2 separate regions of the Anser cygnoides genome follow, and region 1 is linked to region 2. The links are chromatin contacts, called in public Hi-C maps. All regions are on one chromosome and are shown on one strand. The core of a region is the stretch at or near the end of the contact, and the rest is flanking DNA. Distances in the headings are between cores, read along the strand shown. Region 1 holds the start of ITPR1 (inositol 1,4,5-trisphosphate receptor type 1). Region 2 holds the start of ARL8B (ADP ribosylation factor like GTPase 8B).

What was found. Hi-C and Micro-C count contacts between places; a contact is called where the count stands out from the background.
Region 1: a Hi-C map of liver shows a contact between it and region 2, with 2.1 times the contacts expected there. The contact joins the promoter of ITPR1 here to the promoter of ARL8B in region 2. A contact is called at or near these places in 2 of 7 Hi-C or Micro-C datasets (both in liver).

What each region holds. Positions count from the first base shown.
Region 1 is chr10:4,173,886-4,180,298 of Taihu_goose_T2T_genome, reverse strand. ITPR1 (inositol 1,4,5-trisphosphate receptor type 1) reads left to right here and starts at 3,716. Exons shown (of 60, transcript XM_067003328.1): 1 at 3,716-3,858. SUMF1 (sulfatase modifying factor 1) reads right to left here and starts at 2,768. Exons shown (of 9, transcript XM_067003014.1): 1 at 2,746-2,768; 2 at 160-333. The coding sequence starts at 333.
Region 2 is chr10:3,934,907-3,941,618 of Taihu_goose_T2T_genome, reverse strand. ARL8B (ADP ribosylation factor like GTPase 8B) reads left to right here and starts at 4,335. Exons shown (of 7, transcript XM_048070792.2): 1 at 4,335-4,581. The coding sequence starts at 4,459.

The sequences.
Region 1 (6,413 bases), core at 2,467-4,966, 240 kb before region 2:
AGGCAAGACAATTTGGTCTCTCCACTACTTACATCCAAACCACTCTAGCATGCAAATTCCAATCAAATACCACACTGTGAGGGCCTACAAAAAGGGTACGTTTTAGCGTGGATTTTGCCATCATCAATGATGACAGAAGACGAAACCCCTCCGCCTTACCTCTGTGAGGTACCCGGTAGCATTCACGAACCTCTCGAACTCCTCGTTGCTGACCTCGTGCCGGTCCATGTAGAAGCCGTTAACGCGCACTCTCCTGGCAGGCCACTCTCCATCCTGCCGGATCTCCGGCTCGTCGGTGCCCATCGTGAACTCTCCTCCCGGAATAGCCACCATCTGCAGAGGAAGCAGTCAACACCAAACAGGTTACAAAAATTAAAGACTGACAAGTCTCTCATCGGTCTTACTGCCCCGTTCCCTCATCTTTGAAGGTGCTCTTGGCTTGCAGCAGCGCTTAACCGACGGATGAAAACAGCACAGCAAGGTAACGACATTGACATCACGATCCCCACCCGCCCAGAAAATAACACAAAGCAGAACTTAAATCGAGAGCAAAAACTTTCTTAAACTTAAAACGACCTTAAACTTTAACTGTTTCAGTAAGATGTATTCCCTTTAAGGCTTCAGCCAACTTCCAGGGAACCAAAACACGTTTCCCCTCTGCCTTAGAGGGTTCTTCCTAGGAAGACAAAGGCCCTGAAGGCCTTGCCATACCTCACTGTGCGCTTCCTGAGACCCCGCTGAAGAGCGCAGGCTGAGCAAACCATTCCTCACCCAACAGCTGTTCTCCCAAAAAAACAGGAGCTGCCACGATCCCTGCTCAGGAGCCTGTGCTGGAAGCACAAACGACAGCTCAGGCTCCTTAAAACCTTCCCAGCTGGCAGGCGACGTTTCAAGGGCTAACGCCACCCAAGAGCTACTTCACCGAGAAGCCACCCGACTCCTCACCAGCCAACGAATGCAGTAGGGAAGAAAACTCCCTCTGCTTCGTTCTCAGTATTCCCAAAGTACCCTCAGTCCCAAACTCACACTGAACTCAGCCACCTCCCTCTGCTGGCAGCGGATCAGAGGCCTGTGCGTGGGCGAGCACCAGGAAATCCTGTCAGCACTGACAGAGGCGTCCCTTAGGGGAATAACCCAGCGTGCATGATGCCCCAGCACACGCTGACAGGGCGCATGCCCGTCTGTGCCACACACTGCTCTTACAAGGGATTCGAGGAGGTGAGGCAGTGACAGAAAGCAAAGCGAGTACTGCTCGTTCTGAGGGACAGCAGCACTTGGTGCGAGATCCTGACGTTTGGTACGTCAGAAATGCAGGTCTCATAACAGAACTACTCCACGAGGAAAGTTCCCAGTGTAGCATGGTCCTAACGCTACTCCACAAGTGTCATCTCAGTTCTGGCAAAAAAAAAAGAAGGCTAAAAAAGAACCTCAAAAAGAAGAACCTCTTTCCAATCCGCCGTAGCTAAAACAACTCCTGGAAGCGGTCCTCAAAGCAAGACTGAAAACTCACTCGGGAAGCGCTGTCTGAAACCATACGAAAAATTAACTCTCGCTGTGCAGCCTGGCGTTCATTTCCAAACCCTGAAACATCCTGACATTGCCAGGCAGGAACCCTGACAGCCTGCCGGGCGGATTCAGCTGGGAACGCCCCGAGGCTTCCTGACGAGCACCTGCATCCCAGCAGCAGCACCTGGCTTGTGCGCGCAGCTCCGTGTGCTCAGAGGCCCGCTCCGGCAGCGGGGCCCGCAGCGCTGCGGGGCAGCCCCGCTACCACCGGCCTTGCGGTTCCCAGGAGGCGGCGGCACCGCCGCACCCGGCTGCTGCCGAGGCCGGGCCCGATTCCCCTCGCTTCCAGCTGACCGCAGCCGGGTGCCGCCGTGAGCGCGGTGCAGGCGAGCTGCGGCCGGCCCTCCGGCTGCCCCCCCGCACTCCCCGCTCCCCCCGCCGCTCACCGGCCCGCTCCTGCCGCTGCCGCCGCCCGCTGCTGCCGCCACGTAGCGCCGCGCCGCCGCCTCCCGCCCGCCGCCGCGGCCGGCCCCGCAGCCGCAGGCCCCGCTGGGAGCCGGAGCCGGATCCGAATCCGGATTCGAATCCGGATCCGGGTCCGTCCCTGCCGCCAGCAGCAGGGTCAGGGCCAGGAAGAGGGGCAGCGCCCCATAGCCGCAGGGCGCAGCCATGTTGGGCGGCGTCACGTGCTGCCGCGGTCACGTGGCGGCGGCGCCTTAAAGGGGCCGCGCCTGGCTCCCGGTGTTCTCCCCCTCCGCCTGGGGGCTGCCAGGGGCCGCCTCGGGGCGGGGGGCGCCCGGCTTCTCCTTGCTTCTTCCTGGGGTCACCGCAGTTCTTGGAGAGTTTGGCGCTCCGCCACGTAACTCTTTACGCTGTGGGGAGGTTTCTGCTCAGGTCTGCGCAGAACGGACCCGCTGGGTCCCCGCCACGCTGGAAGAAACTTTCACTCTGTGGGACACCAGATCCCTGCACGTAACTGCACAGATTAGGACATGGCAGCTAAAAGAAGTACGGGCAGAGCGAAGGGGACTCCTGTCTTGTTTTCTCTTACACTAGTACTGCAACTAGTAAGCAACACTACCCAACAGCGTGGGCTGTATGACATTGTAGCGTGTGCTGGCATCACAGCGCTGGGCACCTTCGCAGGCGTGCGTTCCCAGCAGCTATCAGCAGTCCCTTTTGCCCCGTGATGCACTTAGAAAATCAAAAAAAACAAGCGCTCACAAACTTGATAATAACCTGCCCGCATCAGAGCCATGAGGTGCCGGCTGTGCCGTTACGGAGCTCAGGAAAACCAGCTCGTTTCCAGCCCGCTGGGACAGGCTGCTGGTGTATCCTGCCTGCTCGTTCCCATTGCTTGCTTCCCTAGAATTCTTTTTTGCATCTTTTCTGTACTTTCATCAGGAAGGTTTATGTTCCTGTGTTGTTTTAGGAGACTAGACGAAACAATTAAAACGACAGGTTGCTTCTGAACAGCACCCAAGTTCCAGCTTGTGACCCTGAGGGCTCCTGAGGACTTCCTTTGGTGTCATTTATCGACTACGTCTGTGCTGCTAAGTCATTTCTTCACAGGCAGGAAATCTCTTCCACACGGAGTTTAATTATTCTCTTTCCTGGTACTGAGTGTGCTGTGCTTCAGAATTAAGACACTGATTTGACTGTTATTAAAATATTACAGAAATGGGAGACCTATCCATAATTGTCTTTCCTTCAAATCCAGCAAGTTCTTTGCACTACTCGATCAGTGGTTTTGGCTGGAGGGCCTTCACTGGCACAACCTCCGCGGCCAGTGGAGAGCCGACCCAGCAAAGGTAGTCCATGAGAGAAATTGTTGCTCTGATACTCCGTGTTCCAGAGAGGCTGCCAAAGAAGCAGAAGACAAACGACGGGACTGGGTTACGGACAGCGCTGGGCACCGCTGCCCTGCCCGGTTCCCGAGGAGGGACGGCCCGCAGCAGGGCCGGGGGGGCGGTGAACGGCGAGCAGGCGGCGCCCGCAGCCACCCCGGCGGGCCCGGGCAGGACCGCGGGCCGCCCTCGCTCCCGGCCCAGCCCTCAGAGGCGCAGCGGCCCCGCCGCCCGCCCCCCGCCCGCGGGGCACGCCGGGCGCTGTAGTCCCGCGGGCTCCCCGCTCTCCGCCCGCTGCCGGCGTCGGCCGGAGGCCGGGACTACGCTTCCCAGCAGCCCCCCGGGCCGCTATATAGCGCCGGGCGGCGCGCCCCGGCGCGCAGTAACCATGCGGACGGGCCGCTGAGCGGCGGCAGCGGGGCGCAGCCTCCGTCCCAACGGCACCGGGCAGCGCCGCCGGCATGGGGCTGCCGCGCCGCCGCTAGCCCGCCCCAGCCGGAGCCAGGTAGGGCCGGGGGGGGCTCGGCGAGAGCCGGAGGGGCGGCCCTGGGGGGGGCTCCCGGGGCTGAGCGGGGGGCGGCGGGGGGGGGGAGCGCGGCCGCTCGGGGCTCGGGGGTCCCCCGGCGGGCGGCCCCTGCTCCACCCGCACCCCCGGAGCCGCCCCGGGACCCCAGCTCCGCCCGGGGATCTCCGCGGCCCGGCCGTGTGGGAGGCCCCCTGCACGGCACCCCCTTGCAGGGGGGCGCGGGGCGAAGCCGCCATCCATCCCCCCCGCTCCCTCCGGCCGCTCCGCTGCCGGGCGCTGGGTTGCCCCGTTCTGGGCTTCCTTTGGAAGCCCCCTCCGTCAGCCCGCCCCCTCGGGCAGCGGGCACCCCCGGCTCCCGCTGCTGGGCCGTGGGGGTGGTGGCGGCACGGGGCTGGGGGCTGCACGCAGGCACCCCCCCGGTAGCCGCGGGGCCACAAGGAGCCCCACGGCCCGGCACGGCAGGTGGCACCGAGCCGTGTTGGGCTGCACACGTGCGAGGCGGCAGCCGTGCAGCCAGCGGCCGGTGCGTGCGGACGGCAAAGGAGCCAGCGTGGGGTCTGACAGCAGCCCCAGGGGGTTCAAAGCAGTGCTGTTATGGGGTGCTGTCGGTAAACTCCTCGCTGAATTCGTTACTTTTAACGTGTTCCCCAGGACGTCTTCTGTTCGCCAGTAATGATTTTTTCCTGCTAAAATAGCTCGTTTCACCCCCAGTGACAGCGTTTGCTTAGACGAGTTCCGCTGCCCTCCACCTGCTTGCTTTGCAGAGGTCGTGAAGGCTGCAAGTAGGGAGCAATCCGGCTTCCTCCTGCAGAGGTTCATAAATTAGGAAGTAAACAAACAGCAAGAGTGACTTCGGTTCGCCTCTGCAACCGTGGGGTGGAGCCTAGCTGTGGGAAATAGCGTATTTTTCAAAGAATTGCTGGTCACGAGCAGCAGGGCTGGAGCGTGGGGAAGGCCCTGGTGGAGAGCGGTGAAGAGGGAGAGGGCTTGGCGGTGCCCTGCTCGGCGGCACTTGTCGGAGCCCTCAGAGCCCTGAGGGACTGACAGGCGGGATGCAGCGGGGTGTCAGCGACAGTTGTGGTTCCTGTTAGAAATGAGAGGTTAATGGGGCCTCATGGCGCTGTCCATCCTCTTGCATCACCCCGACAAATCGGTGTGTGGGTTACACCAGAACCCTGAAGAATTAAGTGCAAGTGACGAAAGGGAACCTGAGGTCCTGGCTCCCCGCAAGTGCCATCGCAGTCTAGAGCGAGCCTTGCAGACGGTGTGTGACACCAGGTCTTGGGCTCAGCCTTGCTGTAGAGGTAGTGCTGGATCGATGTCAGGACATGGCAGTGTGGGGAGACGGCCAGTCGCCCGCCAGAGCGGCAGACTTTGGGTGAAACGTGCAAGTAAGATTGTGGCGTTTCCCGCGTCGTACGTGCGTGTGAGAGGAGCAGTAACGGTCTGGTTTCTGCCTCGATACCAGCCGGTGGGGTCCTGAGGCCTGTTCTGGAAGCAGGAGCTCCTTCCAGTGCTGGTGCCTGCTGGTGCCTGGCTGAGATGGGCGATAACGAAGCCAAACTTTTTTCAGCAGGCTCCGAGCAGGACGCAGGTCTGTGGGGCCCTTGCCTCGTGCTGTCCCCGGGACGGAGCAGTGGTGAGCCGGTGCGGCCCCCCCGGGCGGCTTTGTTGGTGTCAGCGCGGGGCCTGCTCCTCGGGGCCGTGCGACGCGACAAGTTACGGAGCATGCCGGGAGCCTGCGGCGGCGTCACGCCATAAACATGAGAGTTGTAGTTGTAGGATTGTGCTGGAAGACGGGAGGAATCTCGGAATCCCGTGGGAGGTGGGATGAGGGTAGTGGCTCGGTAGTAGCTGGTAGACTGGCTGCTCGCTCGCCCGTGGGTGAGTGTGAGGGAAGGCAGCTTCACCAAAGCAGCTTACAGGGACCAGAGGGGCTTAGAGCTGGAAGACGGCGTGCTGGTAGAAAGTTATGTAAATGTAACATTTCTGTCACGATGTGGCTGTGGTATTAATCTGGTTTCATAAAAAGCTTCCTTATGGAATGCTCCAAATTCGTTTCTTCTGCTGCTGAGGTGGCACCTTCGCTGTTAGCTACTGCTTCAGGAGCCTGGAGCCGTTTTTCTGCTTGCTGTTGTGTAGTAGCACCGAAGAGGAGTTAAAAACCTTCGAGCAGTAGCCATGTAGCCCCCTGCACTGCAGCCTGAGCACCCAGTGCTGACTGACCTGTAAAGCAGAAGGCTTGAAAAGCCAGCAGACATCTGCGAGCTGCAAGGCAGATCCTGTCCACGTCCACGGTTACTCAGAATGATTCCTGTGTTCTTCGTCGGGCATCTCCCAGTGGCTGCTGCGGGAGGCAGGGTGCCAAGCAGCTCGAGCTTTGATCCGGCCCGATATTCCTTTCTGACTTCTGTTCCCAGCAGACGCCACAAAAGCACCACCGCCGTTGTTGCCTGGCTCTCCGTCTTGGCACGGAAGCGCTGTAGCTGGGGATGGAGACAGAGCTGGCTTCCAGGGGGCTGCAGCTCCGCGCT
Region 2 (6,712 bases), core at 3,086-5,585:
AGCAGGCCCCACCTGCTGGTGCTGCGAAGCAAGAGTCCCAGTCAGGGCCACTTTGTTCACAAAACTCCTGCTTAGCTGCACCAGTTCCTTCCCCCCTCGGTAAGGGAGGATGCCTGATCTGGAAGGCACCGCCAGCTTCTAAGACATTTCGCAAATCCTTCTTGAAAGAAAACCGGTGCCCAAGTGAGCAGAAGGCACAAACAAGGCGTGTATACTTGCCTCCTTAAAGCATGAAACATGAACAAGCAGAAATGTAAAATCTCAGAGCAATATTGATGCTGTTATTTTGCCAAGGTTGCTTGTTCAGCAGCAGGGGAAGAGCCACACAGCGAGGTTCTGTAACTAATCAAATCAATTAGTTTCTTTGTCTGCATCAGCCAGTGGGAGTAGTCTTTAGCTGAAGACAAATTAAAGAAATGTCCAGTAAGATATTCTATTTTGAGAGGAGCTGTCCTATTTTCTCATGCTAATGACAGACTCAGAAATCTGTGCACAATTTAGCTCGTTATTAGGACTAATTGGTGCCAGGCATTCCATCCTCTTTGATACGGCTAGACATGGCTAGAAAATTTTCTGAGTTAATGAACCATAAAATGGATTAAGAACTTTCAAAGTGTAGTTCATATCACGGCTTAATTGGAAGGAGTGTAGTAGTTGGCTTTTTATGGACACAAAGAAAAGCCGTGTTTTGGGGTGGGAAAGCACATGCACAGCCACCTTCCCTGCCGCCGGGGAGCTGGGAAATTTCTAATTTCAGTGCCGCAGAGCAGTCTCGTTTCATAGCAGGCACCTTCCACGAAGGCAGCACAGCACGCCGTGCAGCCCGGCTCAGTGGGATCTCTGCAGCGGAGGTGGATGGATGGGCTTTTCTCTCTGCGTGCGGTACTTAGCATTCCTCCTGCGTAACGCTGTGCGGAGAGAAACCAATTAATACAGATCCCCCAGCAAGGTCAGTGGAGCTGCCAAGCGGACGAGGTGCCAGTAGGAAATGTAGCATGAATCCTCCTGATGTGGCTGGCATCGCTGATGCCAGACTGTCACGCCCGAGTGTGCAGGCCCAGTGGTTTTACACAAACCTCATTCTGTTTGCTTTTTTACATCTGTTTGACAGCGGTCTGTAAGAGTAGATTTCCTCCCTCCCTTTCTTAACTGTTGGCTTGGGAAAATAATGTAGTGTTATTTAGAAAATTTCCTTCTAGCAGTGATGCTGAAGGAGAATGAGCAGGTGTCCCACAGTGGGATGGAGCAATGGGCTGCAGGATCCCAACGAGATCACTGTAATGCCTTGGGACCCTAATGATACCAGGTGAAATGGAGTACATCTGTATACACACAGGCACATGTACATCACTGAGCAGTGCTGACCGGAGATGTAATACTCTGTGTTACCTTTCATTATGTCAATATTTTCCTGAACATGCATGGAAAAATCTGAAGCCTTTGTCCTTAGTAGGAGTTACACAGCATTTTTTTTTCTTGCATTATCCAAACATTATGAACTTCAATGTTTCACCTGAGGATACAGCAATTTACCATTTCATGTTATGACAGAAATTTGGCAATTTAGGTAATGTGTAATTTAAATGAGTGCCAACCAAAGTGTACCCATCCTAAATATATTTGGGATGATGTGTTGTGTCACTGGGTGAATCCAGTGGCTCTCCTCTTGTGCCTTGCAACCTCCAGAGAATTTCCAGGAAATGTCTAGACACAGAAAGTGATAATCTGGCTTCTGTTTTCATGTGCTCTTTTCCTCTAATATGGCCATCTGCAGACTGGTCCTCCTCAAATGCCAGAAATATCCTGCAAGCCATGGCATCAGTAATTGCATTGCTGTAAGTGCTCTGCACTGCCGCAATAATGAGCGCAAAGATTCCCAGGGTGCTTTATGCAGACAGCCTGACAGTGGAAATGCGAAGCAGAGTCAAAGTCTAAAGACCTGAGAAACCCTGTGTGGAACAGTCAGTAGAATTATGTACCCAGATTAGTGCTCAGTGCTGCCTTGCCGATCATAGCAAAAGGGATTTTGGAGAGCCCCATAATTTGAGGTGAATGCCAAGAATGTACTATTAACTCGGTGTAATGAATTTTATCATTCCTTTGCGTTTAGACACACATAGCTTTTGTTATGCTGCACACTATAGCAGGATTTTAATGGGAGAAATATTCATAATGTTCAAACGCAGACACATCAGAACCTGCAAATGCCTGAAATACTCTGCAACTTCCCTAGGCTCGAGAAAACAGATGCAGCATCCCCATTTGCTGGCTCTGGAAGTATCTGATAGTAAATCACAGTCTGTTGCCTGAAAACACGCCACAAATGGGAAGAGACTTCCTCTACTAAGGATTTGCAGCCCATGCAGAAGGTCTCTCTGATATCTTTGCAGTACAGTGGGAGGGGGCATCGTGTTGTTGTTGTCAGCTATAAAAGCGCTGGGTACCTCTCGCACTATTTTGTTCCAGTTGGTGAATTAGCAAATTGGATTGGCTCCCGGGAGTAAAATATTCATTTATCATTTAATCGAAAACATGACTGCTGTATACAATGTGCTATTGCCTGTTCCACATCTGTTTCCAGTGAGCTACTATGCTCACTTCAGGAAGCTTTTATCTTTGAAATAATGACGGGCACACAGGAGCAACCGGCCTCTCAGATCAGCCCTTAGCTGGCTCGTTCAGTCTGAGTGCTACAGCTTCCAGCTCCTGCAAAATCTTCAACATATACCTGTGCAAACCACAGGCAGAAAGGGACTTTGGAAGATAGTCTTCTGTGCTTTAGCCAAAAAACAGAGAATACTGTGGGCTGCCAGGTCCTCAGATGCGCGATGTACTAGCAGTGGTGGGGCTGGGGCAGGGGGTGGCCCCCCAGCTGTGTGGGGGCTGACAGGGCAAGGCAGGGGAGCCACTGTCTGGTTCTGGGCCCCCCAGTACAAGAGAGACCTGGGCATACTGGTAGGGTCGCCAAGGTGGTGGAGGGGCTGCAGCACCTCTGCTGCGAGGAGGGGCTGGGAGAGTTGGGGCTGCTCAGCCTGCACGAGAGGAGGCTCCGGGGAGGCTCCCCCATGTCTGTAAGCACCTGAAGGAAGGTGTGGGGAAGACGGAGCCTGGCTGCGCTCGGCAGTGCCTGGTGCCAGGACCAGGGGCAGTGGGCACAGCCTAGAGCACCGGAGGCACCCGCAGGTGTCTCCAGCCTTATCTGGTCTGGGACTCTGTGATCCTGCGACAAACAGATCCTGTTACATATTCATTTGAGAGGGTGGTTGGGCACTGGAACGGGCTCCCCAGGGACGTGGCCATGGCACCAAGCCTGCTGGAGTTCAAGAAGCGGTTGGAGAGCGCTCTCAGACACACGGCCTGATTTTTGGGTGGTCCTGTGTGGAGCCAGGAGCTGGACCTGATGACTCTTGTGGGTCCCTTCCAACTCAGGATATTCTATGATTATACAATCCACTAATAACTCTTAATGGAGGGAATTCGAGTGATAACAATTTTTCTTCATCGTAAGAAATCCTGAGGAAAAAAGAGTGCACTTCAGGTGAAGGGACATGGTTCTCCTCCCTTGGGCACCTCAGGGACCCTCCTACGTCCGTTTTTCATCTCTGCCTCCACATGCTCAGCTCACATCCCTCCTGCCTTGGCCTCCCTCAGCAGGTGCCACAGTTGAACTCTGTGGAGCTGGCTCTAAAACAGACAGGTTGTTTAGAGGAGTGGTGTTTGCTATGTAGGTGAAGGTGTCCAGTGTGTAACTTTGCACTGCTCCTGCCACCTTTGCTTAGGTGTGTGCACTGGTTCGTGTTCTTTTTCTGCTGTTCTTTAACAGAGTTAGGGATTTCTGATCTCCCTCCACCTGCTATTGGCTCTTCTGTACGGAACCAGGGTTATCTTGGCTGGGGAGGAAAATAACCAGCTTCAGGTCCGTGACTGGTGGAGATGCAGTGCCCAGGGCAAGTTCCCTGAAAAGCTCTACACAAAATGCAGGGCAGAAACTGGACAGCGAGCAGGCGTGCAAGAACGGCCAGTTGTGAAGCTGAGCCTGTGTCTGGATTCCCCGCGAGCACGCCTTCCTTTGTGTTTCACTCGTTTGACACCGGCGGGTCCCGCTCACACCGCGGCACCACCGCCCCTCACTCCCCATCCCCTGCCCGCCTTCCCCAGCGCCCACCCGGGGGCGCCCCAAGATGGCGGCGCGGCCCGCCCCCCCCCCCCGCCGCGCTCCCGCCCAAGATGGCGGCGCCGCCCCTCTCCCTGCCGGTCCTCCCGGGGCGCCGTGCGGGCGGCGGCCGGCAGGGGGCGCTGCGGCGGGCGGCCGGGGGGTGGTGGCGGCGGCGGCCGGGCCGCGGCGTCACATGAGGGCGGCGCGGGGGCGAGCCGGCAGCGCGGGTGCCCGAGAGCCGCCGGAGCGCTGCCCGCCGCCGTCCCCGTCCCCGTCCCGTCAGCGAGGGCCCGGCCGCAGCCATGCTGGCGCTGCTGTCCCGGCTGCTGGACTGGTTCCGCTCGCTCTTCTGGAAGGAGGAGATGGAGCTGACCCTGGTGGGGCTGCAGTACTCGGGCAAGACCACCTTCGTCAACGTCATCGCGGTGAGCGGCAGGGACCGGGCTGAGGGGGGCGATGCGGCCCGGGGGTGCGGCCGGGCGCGGTGCTGGGCCGGGGGGCGGCAGCACTGAGGGGGCCCTGCCCGGCCCGGCCTCATCGTGCGGCCTTCCCGGGGCTCCCCCCCGGCCCAGCACGGGGCCGCCACCCGCCGTCCCCTCCCTCCCTCCCTCCCTCCTGCCCGGCCGCAGTTTCGGGGTTCCCCCCCTCGCAGCTGCGCTCCCGGTTTTGCCTCTCGTGGCCGCCGAGGCCCGCGCCCATTGCCTCCTCGCTCTGGAGGTGTGCGCTGAGCCCGGCAGCAGCCTGCCGAGCCCGGGCCTACTTGTCTGATAGCCGCCTGGAGCAGATGAGGGAAGGGTGTGGGAATCCTCCCACACGGAGCTCTCCCGCTGTCGAACGAGAGCAAGAGTGGCGTGCTTAAATGGCTTGTTCGGCTTCTTCAGCGCCCTGCCCGGCGGATCCACGCCACAGAACGACCGAGGGGGCGAGTTCAGAAGGGGGGGCTGACGGGGGCAGGCAGGGGGCCTTGGTGCTCTGCAGGGACCGGGACTGGCCTGAGTCTAGCGCACCTAGAATTGTCCGCAACTTCAGGCCCAAACAGACCTTCAGCCTCTTCTATGAGGTGGCATCTTAATGTTTCTGAGTGTTCTTATGAATGTATTTATTTAAGTGCCACAGTTGATTGAAAAACTGGATAGGGAAAAAGACTCATTCTTCTGCAGTTACACATGGTTCTTGTTACAGGGACAGTGTCAAAACCTAACAAAGCTCTTGTGCAGCTGAATCTTAGTCTTAATGGTCTTCACGATACCCACGTGAAGTGGGTCTGCCTTAGTTAAAAGGTGACCCTTCCTCGGCCTGGTTAAGGAAAAGTTGCTGGACTCACCTGAGGGCTCCAGAAGCCTTTCCTCTCACACGCCAGTGGCTGCAGCTTCCTCTGCTCCTGGATTTCTGCAAGTGGAACTCATGAGCCACTGAACAACCTCAATGTGGGGGCCCTGAACTGATACTGCTTGGTGCGTTCTTGCAACTGAATTTGAGTAATTGGGATTACTCTGCAGGTTTCTCCCCTTATGTCATCCCAGATGGCGACTGCACGTGTTGAAGTACTGCTCATCTGTGCCTTGAAGCACAGCTCCTTCAAGGAGTTAGGTGAAACTGCTGCAGGTAACGTGGAGTACCACAGGATAGCTGCAGTGGTCACACAGCATTTTCGTCCATCTAGATTGTCCCAGGTGGTAAAAGCACTGGAAGTAAAGCTGGCAACTGCGTCCAGCTTGCTTTGCTAGAGGTTGAATCTTGCAAGGTTTTGACTGCTCATTAGGATCACACCCAGAAATTTATCTGAGTAAGTGTCATTCAAATAGGCTTGCAAAACTGACTGAAATAAGGAAGTCATTATGCATAAGACACAGGATCATTTACTGCTTCAAGTCTGGAAGCAGTAAGGCACATTTCTGAGGCTTTTAATTAGGAAATCTAGTGCCTCTTTAAGAAAAGCAGAGTGAGGGAAACTTGCTTAGGTTTTTATTATTGGCTTAAGAAAAATAGCGTGAGCTTTAGTTGTCAGCACAATGCAGTCCGTGGCGTGCAGAGCTAACCTCTTGTCAGGTGTTGTCTTGTCTTTAGTTCAGAGCGTGCGCAGGGAAATTAGTGCTGGAAAAGAATAACTGCTCTCTGCAGGCCAGTTAATGCTTTGGGTGGAAGTAGCTGTCAAGCACTGGGATTCCATAAAACTGAAATGAGAGGAATGACACAGCAAGATGCTAGTCCTGTAGATAGCTTTAAAAGCTGGATTACGTGCCAGGATGTAGCTTAAGGTTGCATTCTGCCTAGCAAGGGGCTGTTACCAGTCTCCTGACAGCAGTGAGTTTAATGTGAGTCTCTAGCGTAGTCTTGTGTCTGGCATGGGTCCCCGCTACGATCCGGCACATGTAACCAGAGGGAAAGCTTGAGCCCATTACGTTGGAGGCTCGATACAACTCCTGGATGACCGCTGAGGTGGAAATGCCACGAGAGGCAAACAGTCCAGTTCTAGAGCAGCGTTTGTAGGCAGTGAGCTGGTTTGGGCTGTATTTATCTTTCTAGTCTGAACAAGGAGTTAGTTTGTAACCAGAC